Regions from separate parts of the Zea mays genome. Here region 1 is linked to region 2. The links are chromatin contacts, called in public Hi-C maps. All regions are on one chromosome and are shown on one strand. The core of a region is the stretch at or near the end of the contact, and the rest is flanking DNA. Distances in the headings are between cores, read along the strand shown.

The links. A called contact is a pair of places that touch in the nucleus more often than the background predicts.
Region 1: a contact with region 2 is called in a Hi-C map of leaf, with 4 times the contacts expected there. The contact joins the promoter of LOC100272853 here to the enhancer-like site in region 2. A contact is called at or near these places in 4 of 25 Hi-C or Micro-C datasets (leaf and tassel).

Annotation. Positions count from the first base shown.
Region 1 is chr6:42,653,694-42,659,470 of Zm-B73-REFERENCE-NAM-5.0, reverse strand. LOC100272853 reads left to right here and starts at 2,207. Exons shown (of 2, transcript NM_001353547.1): 1 at 2,207-2,504; 2 at 2,749-3,685. The coding sequence starts at 3,027. The coding sequence ends at 3,464.
Region 2 is chr6:42,560,535-42,566,334 of Zm-B73-REFERENCE-NAM-5.0, reverse strand. No RefSeq gene overlaps it. Among protein-coding and RNA genes, the nearest start is that of LOC100272853, 94 kb to the left of the region's middle. Within about 2 kb of position 2,859, at least 16 of the 20 cell types and tissues checked have an H3K27ac peak or open chromatin away from gene starts, as enhancers often do. A contact at or near this core is called in leaf and tassel, where this site is marked.

The DNA.
Region 1 (5,777 bases), core at 958-3,457, 94 kb before region 2:
ACATAGAGCTTAACTTGAGTAACACGTGCCACCATAAGGGATTAATGGGATGCCCTTGGCTGACTAATTAGGAAAGCTAGTGGAAGACTACCTTACCCGAAAGGGGCAAGGGCAGTAGGGGAGTTGCATGCAAGGAGGTTCTCGGGTTGATTTAGCTGCGATGGCGGTCAGACGGGGGATTCTTGCAAGTGCTCTTCCCATAAACTGTAGCGGGTTTTCGAAAGCTAGTGCAACTTTGTAAAGGCCTCGTAGTGTTGCCCTGTCTCGCCTCCTAGGTAGAGGTGTATGGGAGTCGCGACCCCTTGGCAGATGGGTAACATGACTTGTGGGTAAAGGGTACAACCTCTGCAGAGTGTAAAACGGGTATACTAGCCGAGCTCACGGTCATGAGCAGCTCAGGACTCTCTGATGATTAATTTATGGAACTAAAATTCAATTTTGTCATTTGTATATGCATGGGATTATTATTAATTTTGTTCTATTATTTTTATTAAGGTTTGGTATTTACTTACATTTAGTAATTGCTAATAAAATTTTGACCAACTAATTAAAAGCAATGCTCAGCTTTAACCCATGTCATTGATTAGCCTTACACATCACATTAACTCTCACCTTTGTGAGTTCATGTCCACTGGTTCCCCACAACTTGTTGAGCTATGATCATGTGTGAGCTCACCCTTGCTGTCTCACACCCCCACCCCCACAGGAGAAGAACAGGTGGTTCAGGAGGAGCCACAAGGCGAGGAGTTTGATCTGATCTAGGTGGCGTTTCTCAGTTGACATTGGCGCCAATGACGATCCTTAGTTCGTTTTATATTTGATTTTGTAATAAGACTTTCGCTATGTAATAAATACTCTGATTATTGTGACATTTATCTCTATACACTCTGTTATTATATATGTTGTCTTCTTGGCGCATATATGAGATGCACCTGACTTTGTTCCTTAAAGCCGGGTGTGACACCTTCGAGTTGATTTTAACTCAAAGTCAACAAAATAAGTTGTTAATGAAGGTCTTCACACATGAGTCAAGGTTTTCTTTGGAGTCTCGAGCCAATTGTTCTCAAAATCGACTTAACTCTCAAGGGTTTGAGGGGGGTAGATATCCGTGTCCCCATGACGCAGATCCGGTGCATGGGTTGTTGGAGGGCCTAAGTAGGTCGGGCGGCTGATTTTATGGGCCAATCGGCCAACTGATGCCTAAAGATGGTGCAAAAGCTTGGAGATCAAGGAAGGGAGGCGGATTCTTTCCGTTAAGAAAAGCGCGAAGACTCACTGTTGACTCGGGAATAGACTCGAGATCACAGGGGACATGATAAGGAGGAAAAAAACTAACTTGTAACCCCGAATCCATCAGCATATATAAGGCGGGTTGGGGACCCCTACGCATCATCTGATCATACCTAGTAGATCCCATCTTTTAGTCATCCCACTCCGGCACCTCGAGCTAGTAGTGCATCATTGTAACCTCGAGACCAAAGCAAAACAATCTCCACAACACACAGGACGTAGGGCTTTACGCCTTCTAACGACGTGAACCTGTATAATTCTTGTGTCACGTTGCGTTCTGCACGAACCATTGAGCTACCGTTGACCTCGCCAACCATAAAAAGCACCCCGTGATACATCCCATGGTGTACAATCAGCACCAAACACCGACAGTGGACGAAACTTTTTAATTTGGATTCATTTGGGGCTTAAAATTCTAAAAATCGTTTATAGTAGTGTTTTGTCAAGAAAAAGAAATCGATGGCGTAAATATTTATAGTGATGGTTTGTCTAGAATGGACGCCTTTGAAGCTTGCGATTTTCTTGGGTCATTCATTCATATCGACAAAAGTCAGAAACGTTAAAGGCTAGTAAAAATAGATTTAGAGTACTAATATTGTATATGTACTAGTGAACCACTATAAGGACACGAAACTCTGACTTTATGACTGGATGGACATATATATAATTACGTTAGTTAGAATGCTAGGTAAATACGATAATGATAATAATTAGATCTGATATATATGGCCTCTATGGTGCGGGCGGCACTGAGGAGCGTCACCACGCACCACGATGCTCTATCGCTTAGCCATGTCCACCATGCATTATACTATGCTCTGTAGCTAAGCTAGCTGACTAGCTCTATCTCTCTCTCGCTCCCTAGCCCAGCAAGTGGACCTCGTATAAAGGGGAGGCCAGCTGAGCTCAAGGAATCAAACTAGCTAGCAATAAGCTACAGAGCACTGCCTGTTGTTTCTTCTTCCTCCTCTCTCCCCTCTCGATCGATCGATCCAACAAGCTAAGCTTGGTCCTTGCTTTCTAGCTGCCTGGTACGGTCTAGCGACCGATCGATCGATCGATCGACCATGTCGTCCTTGCTATGTATTAGCCGCAGGAACAACAAGAAGGACAGCGATGGCGATGGAGAGTACGGTGGCGAGCAGATCATCATCAGCACGGGCGGCGCGGCCATGAGGAAGGGCCCGTGGACGGACGAGGAGGACGAGCAGCTGGTACGGTTCGTGCGCCTGTTCGGCGAACGCCGATGGGATTTCTTAGCAAAGGTGTCAGGTTTGCGCGGTGGCGGGTGCGTCGACCGATCCGCCTCCATGCAACTCCGCATGCACGAGGAGGGTCGGTCGGCCTCGATCGAGCAGCTAGCAGTGTTCTTAACCGTTTGCTTCTTCTTCTTCCTCCTCATCTTTGTCGCGTATCTGCGTGCGGCTCTTGTGGATACGGACGGCGACGTGCGTGCAGGTCTGAGGCGCACCGGCAAGAGCTGCCGCCTCCGGTGGGTGAACTACCTCCACCCGGGGCTCCGGCGCGGCCGCATCACGGCCGATGAGGAGCGCCGCATCGTGGAGCTCCACGCGCAGTGGGGCAGCCGGTGGTCGCGCATCGCCAGGAGCCTGCCCGGGCGCACCGACAACGAGATCAAGAACTTCTGGAGGACGCGGACCAGGAAGAAGGCGCTCGAGGAGAGGAGGGCTGCCGCAGCAGCAACGTCGACGGCGGCGGAGTCGGCGTCCTCGGTGATGACGGTGTCGTCGTCGTCCGAGTGCCGCCGCCCGCCCGTATCGTCGTCGTCGTCGTCGTCTTCGCTACGGCGGGACGAAGCGCGGCGCAGCGGCGACGAGACCGAGGAGGCGTCCACGCCCACCGCGGCGCCGGCGACCAAGCACGATGAGGAACCCCAGCCGCAGCCGCAGGAGTGCTACGACTTCCCCATGGACCAGCTGTGGAACGAGATCGCGGCAGCCGATGCGGCGGCGATGAGCTACCTTGTCGTGGACGCCTGCTGGGGCGGAGCTGCTGTTGGTGGTCACTGTTATTACTACGGCGCCGCCGCAGCCTCAGCCGCCTCGCCGCCGCCGCCGGCCTCGCCGCCGTGGGAGTACTGCGGCTCCGATTTTTCGCTGTGGAGGATCGACGACCAAGAGTACTACAAGAAGATGCTCGACTCCTCCTCCTGATCCCGGCCCGCGACTCATATCGTTTGGCGAGGACACACGTACATACGCGCTCTGTGAATTTGCTAGCTCATATATATTATCCAGGCGAGGCGAGGAACGAGCTGAGATCATGGTGGTGAGATGAGATGAGATGAGATGAGAGAGTAGTGTGTATTAATGGTGGTTCAGATCGAGTAGTGTGATAAATTAACAGAATATATATAATAATTTACGCTTCTCTCCGAATCCATATATCGATAGATGATCGACCGATACTTATATATTCTGTAGCATCTACACGTACGCCTTATTAGCTATTACTACTTGAAATCCATACCAATTCCATATTCCAACTTTCCAAGAAAGAGATGCAGTGCAGCAAGCATGATGCGTACTCCATGCGTGCATGGCCTGCATGGGAATCTACCTAATAGTGGGAAGGAACCCTAGCTAGCTAGCTCCCAGGCGACCAGCATCTTCTTCTGTGATTAAAGAGAGAGAAATAGACGTAGGATGCTTGGAGAGAGATGAGAGAAGAAGAGAGGGCCCACAACAAGAAGTGCTGCAGGAGGTGGAAGAGGAAGAGCATGCAGCTAGCAGCCTAGCTAGCGCCATTGTCGTTGGTGCAGGTCACTGTCCAGACTATTTTCCCGCGCGCGCGTCCCTCCAGTCGTGTCAGATTCCAAACCAACGTACGCTAGTAGATTTCGATACTAGTGTATGTATTGCAAGTAGTGGTAGGTAGTAGAGATTAGTGGGTGATCCACAGCATCAGCTGTGTGGGCCGCCTACCTTATTTTGGCCCAATCCCGATCGATTAACCTAGCATTATCATCATCGTGAATTAAAAAATTGCATCCACTAGCCACCGGTTAGTGGTCCATTCACCACACCACATCCACAGGCAGACAGGCTGGACGGGCGAGCGGGACACACAGATGCGTGCGTGTTCCGTTAATGTATACGGAACAGATTCACTGGCATTTTCCCCCTTTCTTTTCTTTTCTGATGATGGCAACGCGAGCCACGGGTCGCTGGAGAGAAATCTATACTGGGCCTCCATTCTGAAACCTCAGTCTGGTGGTCTGGGCTGGGCCACACGTCGTCACGGATCGATAGACAGGCCCACCAACCTCTGGGCCACACGTCCCACTTGGCATCCACACATCCTCACATCCCCGCTCCACTATTTTTTTTACCAGTAGCCAAAGCAAAAGGGCTGCACATGGGTAGGGCTGGAAAGAATAGCTCGTTTGGCTTATGATTAGCTCAGTTCAGTTTGACTCGACTCATTTTCAATTTTATCACGAACTAAGCTAATATCTTAGCTCCATTTATTAATGAGCCAGCTCGTTAGCTCGAACGAGCTAGCGTTTGTCGGCAAAACAAAACCTCCACCTATGTTAGATGGACTAATAAGTGATGAACTGTGTTAATTCTGTTGAGAACTACGTTATCACGGATCACCAGATCCGCACCCTTTCCTCCCGTCAGCAGATTAGGCGCGAGAAGTCGTGGAAGACCCATATCCCTTCCCAGTTGCACGACAGAGGAAACACACGATACACGATGTAGGGGTGGGCCTTTGGCCTTTTTCTCTTCTCTATCATATGAAGGGGTGTACAGGTTTCTTATATAGAGATGTGAGACCCCTCAGGGGCAAAGTCGGTATTTGCCCATATAACCCTAACTAGGGTTACTTAACACCCCCCCTTGGGCGAATAACGAGACCAACACATGCCTCTTTAAAACTCCCAAAAACCCAGTGGGAAAAATATGGAGAAAGAGTACATGGTGACGCAAATTGCATTTGCACTTTGTTGCCTCATTAAAAACCTTATGTGAGAAACTTCAGAAAAACTCACCAAGGAAAAAGAGTATAGCAAATGTCATCAGGACAAATTTCGATCTTCTGGATCAGGATTCCATCGAACCTTCTACAAGGGCTAAATTTAGAAATGTGCTCCCCCGATCCTTGCAAAACCGTATCAATAAGGCAAAACATCTTCTGGAAGTATATGCACATAAAGATTTGTCAAACGGATTACATATCCTTGCAAGGACTATTTTAGGAACTTTACCTCTACTCACTTCTAGGATATACGAGGTAAGTGCGCGTATCAACATAAATAAGCCACTTTGACTGATGGTGTTCGATCGACTGGATCTATATATTTGACAAAAATTTCTATAAGGGTTCACATATTGACCATCAAGCAACGCCTTCAGGGCATAGAATATGACATTTATTGTCTCACGATTGTGATCAATATAAGCATTCACTCCCCTGACGATGACATCTGTCAAAGTCGTTATCTCTCATAACTCAAGCAT
Region 2 (5,800 bases), core at 1,610-4,109:
CAGGAAAGGGTTACCCGCAGAAAGACTATCAAATTCTACAAAGTGCAATGGAATAAGTATTCCGAAGATGAAGCTACATGGGAATCTGAGGAGTTTTTGAATAATAAGTTTCCTAAGTTTTTAGAGTCTTGTAAATCTTAAGTCTATTGTAAATTCTACTTAATGTAAACTGACTGGGGCACCCACACCCCCTGCCTTGTAACAGAAATAAGGAAATGAGATTGTGACGTGTTTCCTTTTCCACTACTTAGCCTCGAGCCTTAATCTCGGGACGAGATTTCTTTTTAGGGGGAAAGGATGTAACACCCCTGGTGTTACTGGGAACTAAAACTTGGCATGACATCATATGCATTGGCATCTTTGTATTGTAAAACACTTAGATTGCAGTCACTAGGACCAAGGAAAAAAACTCAAAATGAAATGTGGTAATGAATAGAGAGTGGAAAACTAGTTTAAAAACTCCAGTTTTGGTCCAAAGGATGAAATATGAGATCTCTCCATAATTTGCCAAAAATTAAAATACCAAAGTTGTAGAGCTTCCAAAACCAAACAATTTTCATGTGTTGAGATTTTCAAGTTTTGAAGAGAAATTTGGAGTAATTTGCAGATTTCAGATTTAATACAGTTTTGGTTCAACTAAAAACAATTTGCTTTACCTATTTCTGGACCCCTGTATGTTTTAATCTGGGGGCTTTTGGCAAAAGGTTGCTATAGTAAACTTGTAGATTAACTATAGGAGAACAAGTTTTATTAAGTATTGAAGCTCTAAATCTATATGAAACTGGTAGAAAAAGGAGGCTAAAGATGCAGTGTTCAGTTTGGAGAATCAGACTTAGATAAAAATTCAGTCTTGCTGATTTTTCAGTCTGAAGCAGATTTGGGATACTCCTTAAGGGCTGATCCATGTAATTCTGGGCTATGAGTGCTGTACCAAAGTGGAATCCCATACTTTGGTGTGCAGATTTGATTAAGGGTCATGCCACTAATGCTGTATAAAACTGGTGGAAAACTTAACCCAAAGGTCCTATCCTCAAATCTAAAATTTCAGACTTAGTGCAGTTCAGATTTTAGAAATGTGTATAATTGGTCTAACATTGGGGCCCTTTTGTAGATGATTAGTGGAGTATTGGGCCATATTTTCTATAGAGAAATTGTAGATTACCTATCAGGGCACAAGTTTGCTTAAGGGAGGCTGGTTTGGTTCTACACAAAAATTGCAGAAAATGGCGCCTACAGATGGATTGTCAGACCCTCGGAGTTTCAGATAATAAATAGTTATCAGATCTGAATTTCAGTGCTGGGCTCAACTTTGGAGCTGGGTGGTGCTTATTATAATTGGTTTTGGACTAGGATCTTTATAGAAAAGCTGAAGAGTACATATTGGTGTACAAGTTTACTTAACAATGATTAACTTGGTACCATGTAAAATAAGTAGTTAAATACCCCCAAAGTTGCCTTGACAGTCTGCAATTCTGGGTTCAGTTTCAGTAAACTGAAATTATGGTTTCTGTGTGATATGCCTCACTTTGGGGCTCTATAACTCGAAACCTGTAAGGTATTGACTCTGGAAGTTTATAATAAACTGAAAGATCAATGTTCAGTGAATAAGTTTGATGTGGGAGGGTAGCTCTATTCTTATAAAAAAAATTGGAGAAACGGAGGGGACAAGGTGGCTGCTGCTGTCGACTGAAGTAGATCAGAATTTTGCAAAAGAGAAAAAGAAGAAAATCAGAGAAACATATCCATCTCCACCTGTGCTCTAGAGATTTCTAGTGTTTGTTAAAAAGGATATTCGTGTCCTGTGGAGGGAGTAACTCATCCCAGCTTTACCACTGCAGGGATCAGAGCCCCAAGCGGTGAATCCTGGCCATAGTGACTCAGCTGCTTCCTGTTTGGTTTGTTGTCCAGCATGCAGCAATGGAAGGACTGGAGTTGTCCTGTGCTTTGATCGGCGTGGGAAGTCTGTAGATTGTAGAAGGGAACAACTTAACCCTAGTTGGCCACTGTAAAAATAAACCCAGTGCAAATCCAACCACTGCCCACTCGCGTGTTTGACCCTAGTTAAAGGAAATAGTGACCAGGGGGAAAACTGAATCCATATATGTATCCTGAGCGAGTTCTTGGCTTCCCCACTATGTCATACCCTCTCTCGACCTCTGTGAAAAACCCTTAAGCCCTCTCTACCTCTCGGTCTTGTTGAAGGGGCCAGAACCTTGTGTAGACGCTGAAAGTGGTGACCACCCTCCAAATCTTTTATCTTCTCGTGGCCAGTCCATTCAGAGAGGTAACATGTTCAATCTGTTCACGTTTTAGAACCCTGAGGCAGTGGTGATGCTCAAAGAATCTTCCTTTTGGATTCTATCGCAGTGTCTTCACCGGAACGTCGTCATGTATCCGGTGAGCACCGTTGAAGGCTGTGTCAACGTCGACCAACCCAATCATAGCTTCTCCGAGTGAACTTCGGTGAGCACCATGTACATGAATGTTCGCTAGTGCTTATCATACCTTTAGATTGAACTTTACCGTACTCATCACCTTAGTTCACCTCACCGGCGTTCACTGGTCCACGGTCACTGTGGATAAGTAGGTCCTAGACTGTTTGGGATCAATTAAATTAAGGGAAATAGTTAGTTAGCCTCGGAAATCGAGTAGATATGTTCAGCTTCACCAGAGAGGATCTCCAACGGCGAGCCCAGTCGTGGTTTGGCCGGCGGGGAGGTATCCACCGTCGAGGACGGAGGTTTGTAAATAGGAAGGAAGCAAGGGGCCTATATGAGATTGTCAGTGAGAGGGGGAAAATAGTGTTAGACCTTGTATCTAGTTATCCAAATTGGCAAGGGCCTCATCGGAAAAGGTCCCAAGGCGGCGCGGGCTGACGGCGTGTGGCTGGTTTCTCCGCTGTTAGTGGCCGCATGGGTCGGTTTCGGCCCAGTCACTATTGCATTTTTTCCTTTTTTTTCTTTTTGTTGACAACTTGTAAAATGCACCAGGAAATGTAGAAAAATGCAAAAATTGTGAAACCAATTTTGTTGAATCCGCAAAATTTTGTAGTTTCTGCTAGGAACAGTTTTAGGATTTTTTCAGCAATAATTAAATTTTTGGGTAATTAAAAGTGCCCCTGGAATGCATAAATGAATTTTAGAAATAAAACCAGAGCACCAAAAATTATGAGAATTCGTGGAGAAGTTATCTATCACTAAAATAGTCTATGGTAAAAATGTGAACCTATTTGGAATTGTTTGACCAGAGAACCTTAAAATAGCTAAATGAGGGAGTTTAAATTAATAAAACTTGGTGTTAATATATGTTTACCTCAAATTGGAACTCTATCAATTGAAGAACTGCAAGTTTGGTAACTTGTAGTATGTTTACTTCTCTGGGTGGTCTTAGTAAATTCACATTGGGCAACTTGAGCAAAATTGGGTAGTATAGAAGGGTGGATAGTCTTAGCCTATACTTGTTTTGAGAACTTGATGTTTCTTCTCCTCTCCCTTGCGAGAGTTTGCATAGCATATCATTACATAAGCATTCATATACTTCGAATTAACTTGTAGAGCACCTTGAAGAAGAATTTGAAGTGGAAGTAGAAAGGGAGCCTGTTCCTCCATCTGAAATTCCTCCCACTGAGACTGTCATCGAAGGTCCTCCGGAAGGTGCCCCATTTGGATTTGCTGCTAACTGTAATATCCTGGTAGAAGAACCCGACTCTCCTCCTCACCAAGGCAAGCCCCAGTGCATTTGCCACCTCCTTGCTGTTTTTAAACTTTTATCAGTTATATGTTGCATTAGGTGGTAGGAGTTGAATGATTAAACCTTTGTTGCATAACTTCCTTGAACAATTGATTACCATCCTTGATACCTGTTTTAAAAAGGCAGATGTGCTTAGTATGCTCATAGACTAAGAACAAAATGTTTTGATCTATGAATCATGTTTTTACAAAGAAAAAGAGGCTGGAGTGATGAAGGTATCAAAGGCCTTGATGACTTCATCATTTTAGTAGGGTACCTCTGACAGGTACCAGGTTTTCAAAAATAATTTAAGGGGAGACCAGACGTTGAGCAGGAAAGGTCGCCCGTCTGTGTCGATTAAGGACCGTTCCGATTGTTGGCCTGCTGATCTAGGACCCTTTAACTGGCCACATGCCTCATCATGGGTAAGCTTAGCCTCGGCTGGACCAATACCAGAAAGGCCGGCCCGTAATGGGAGTGGAGAGATGGCGAGAGTATCGTGTATCCACCTGACAAGATGCTGGATGGTGGGGTACTGAGCTCTCGGTTGGCGGGGACCCGTTCTGATCTTGAGAAACCCGTGGGCGAGTTGACATATGCAAGGGTTAAGTGCTACATATGTCGTGTGGTTGGAGATCCTCAGCTGAGTATTAACCGATTCGGATCGCCGAACTTCTCGGATATCAAGACTGGATCACTGCCCTGCATCGTAGATAACAAGTGAAACTAAAGCTGTTAAAATGAAGCTAGTGTAGGACAAGTGAATGCTCTAGATTAGGCAAATCTAGACTCAGGAAAAGTACTTAACTTGTGAAGTAAAAGTTTGGCTTAAGGATCCACTACTAGTAAGCTTTTCTGCAAAACTGAGTCTTTGAAATTTGGTAAGCCTTACCTTGATTCCCAACAACTAGCATATCCTTGAGAGTCTTTTTCTTTAGTCGGGTCAGTCTTGCTGAGTATTTCCATACTCAGGGTTTATCCCATTGTTGCTGCAGGAGAAACTATCAACACGTATGAGTTTTGTTAAACTCATAATGGTGACTTTTAATTGTGTGCATTATGTGTGTGCTGCGGGAAGATGGTTGCTTCCCAGTTGATGTAATCAGTTAGCACTTTAACTCTACCTCGGGCATGTAATAATAAATACTTCGTGGTTTGTAAACTTATTAGCTTATTAATGTATATTATCTTATTGTAAAGACTTCCACTCCACTCCTATTTTTAAAGTTTATGTTCTTGACTGGTTATTGTAATATTTGCAACTTTGCGCGAATGGTCCTTGGAAATGAACGAGTTTATCGAAACTCGGCACCTCGAGTAAGTTATCTGATCCACTTACATATCTATCCGAGGCCTTGAGGGCAAGGATTGGTGTACGTGGGCCCGATAACTTGGTTGGGTTGTGACACCTGGTGTCTTGGAGTTCAAAGAAACAAATCTCTGTTGCCCTATCCACCGCTGAGGCCGAGTATGTTGCCACAGGACAATGTTGCGCACAACTACTTTGAATGAGGCAAACCCTCCGGAACTTTGGCTACAATTTGAGCAAAGTCCCACTCTTATGTGACAATGAGAGTGCAATCCGCATGGCGGATAATCCTGTTGAACACAGCCGCACTAAGCACATAGACATCCGGCATCACTTTCTGAGGGACCACCAGCAAAAGGGAGATATCGAGGTGCACCATATTAACACCGAGAACCAGCTAGTCGATATCTTTACCAATCCATTAGATGAGAAAACCTTTTGCAGGCTGCGTAGTGAGCTAAATGTCTTAGATTCGCGTAACTTGGATTGATCTATAGCATACATGTGTTCTATGCCTTTGATCATGTTACTTTATACATTTATGTGATTTATTGCTTAGTTATGGTGCTCAAGTTGTGCAAGGGATCCCCGGACCTCATAAGTCCTTGTGTGAATGATGCACATATTTAGGGGGAGATGTGCTACAACTTGACCCTTTGAGACTAACCTTTGTGTTTGAGTATACTTGATTTAGTCTCAAAGGTGAATTGAAAGGGAAAGGTGAACTTGGACCATGCAAAGACTTCCACTGCACTCTGGTAT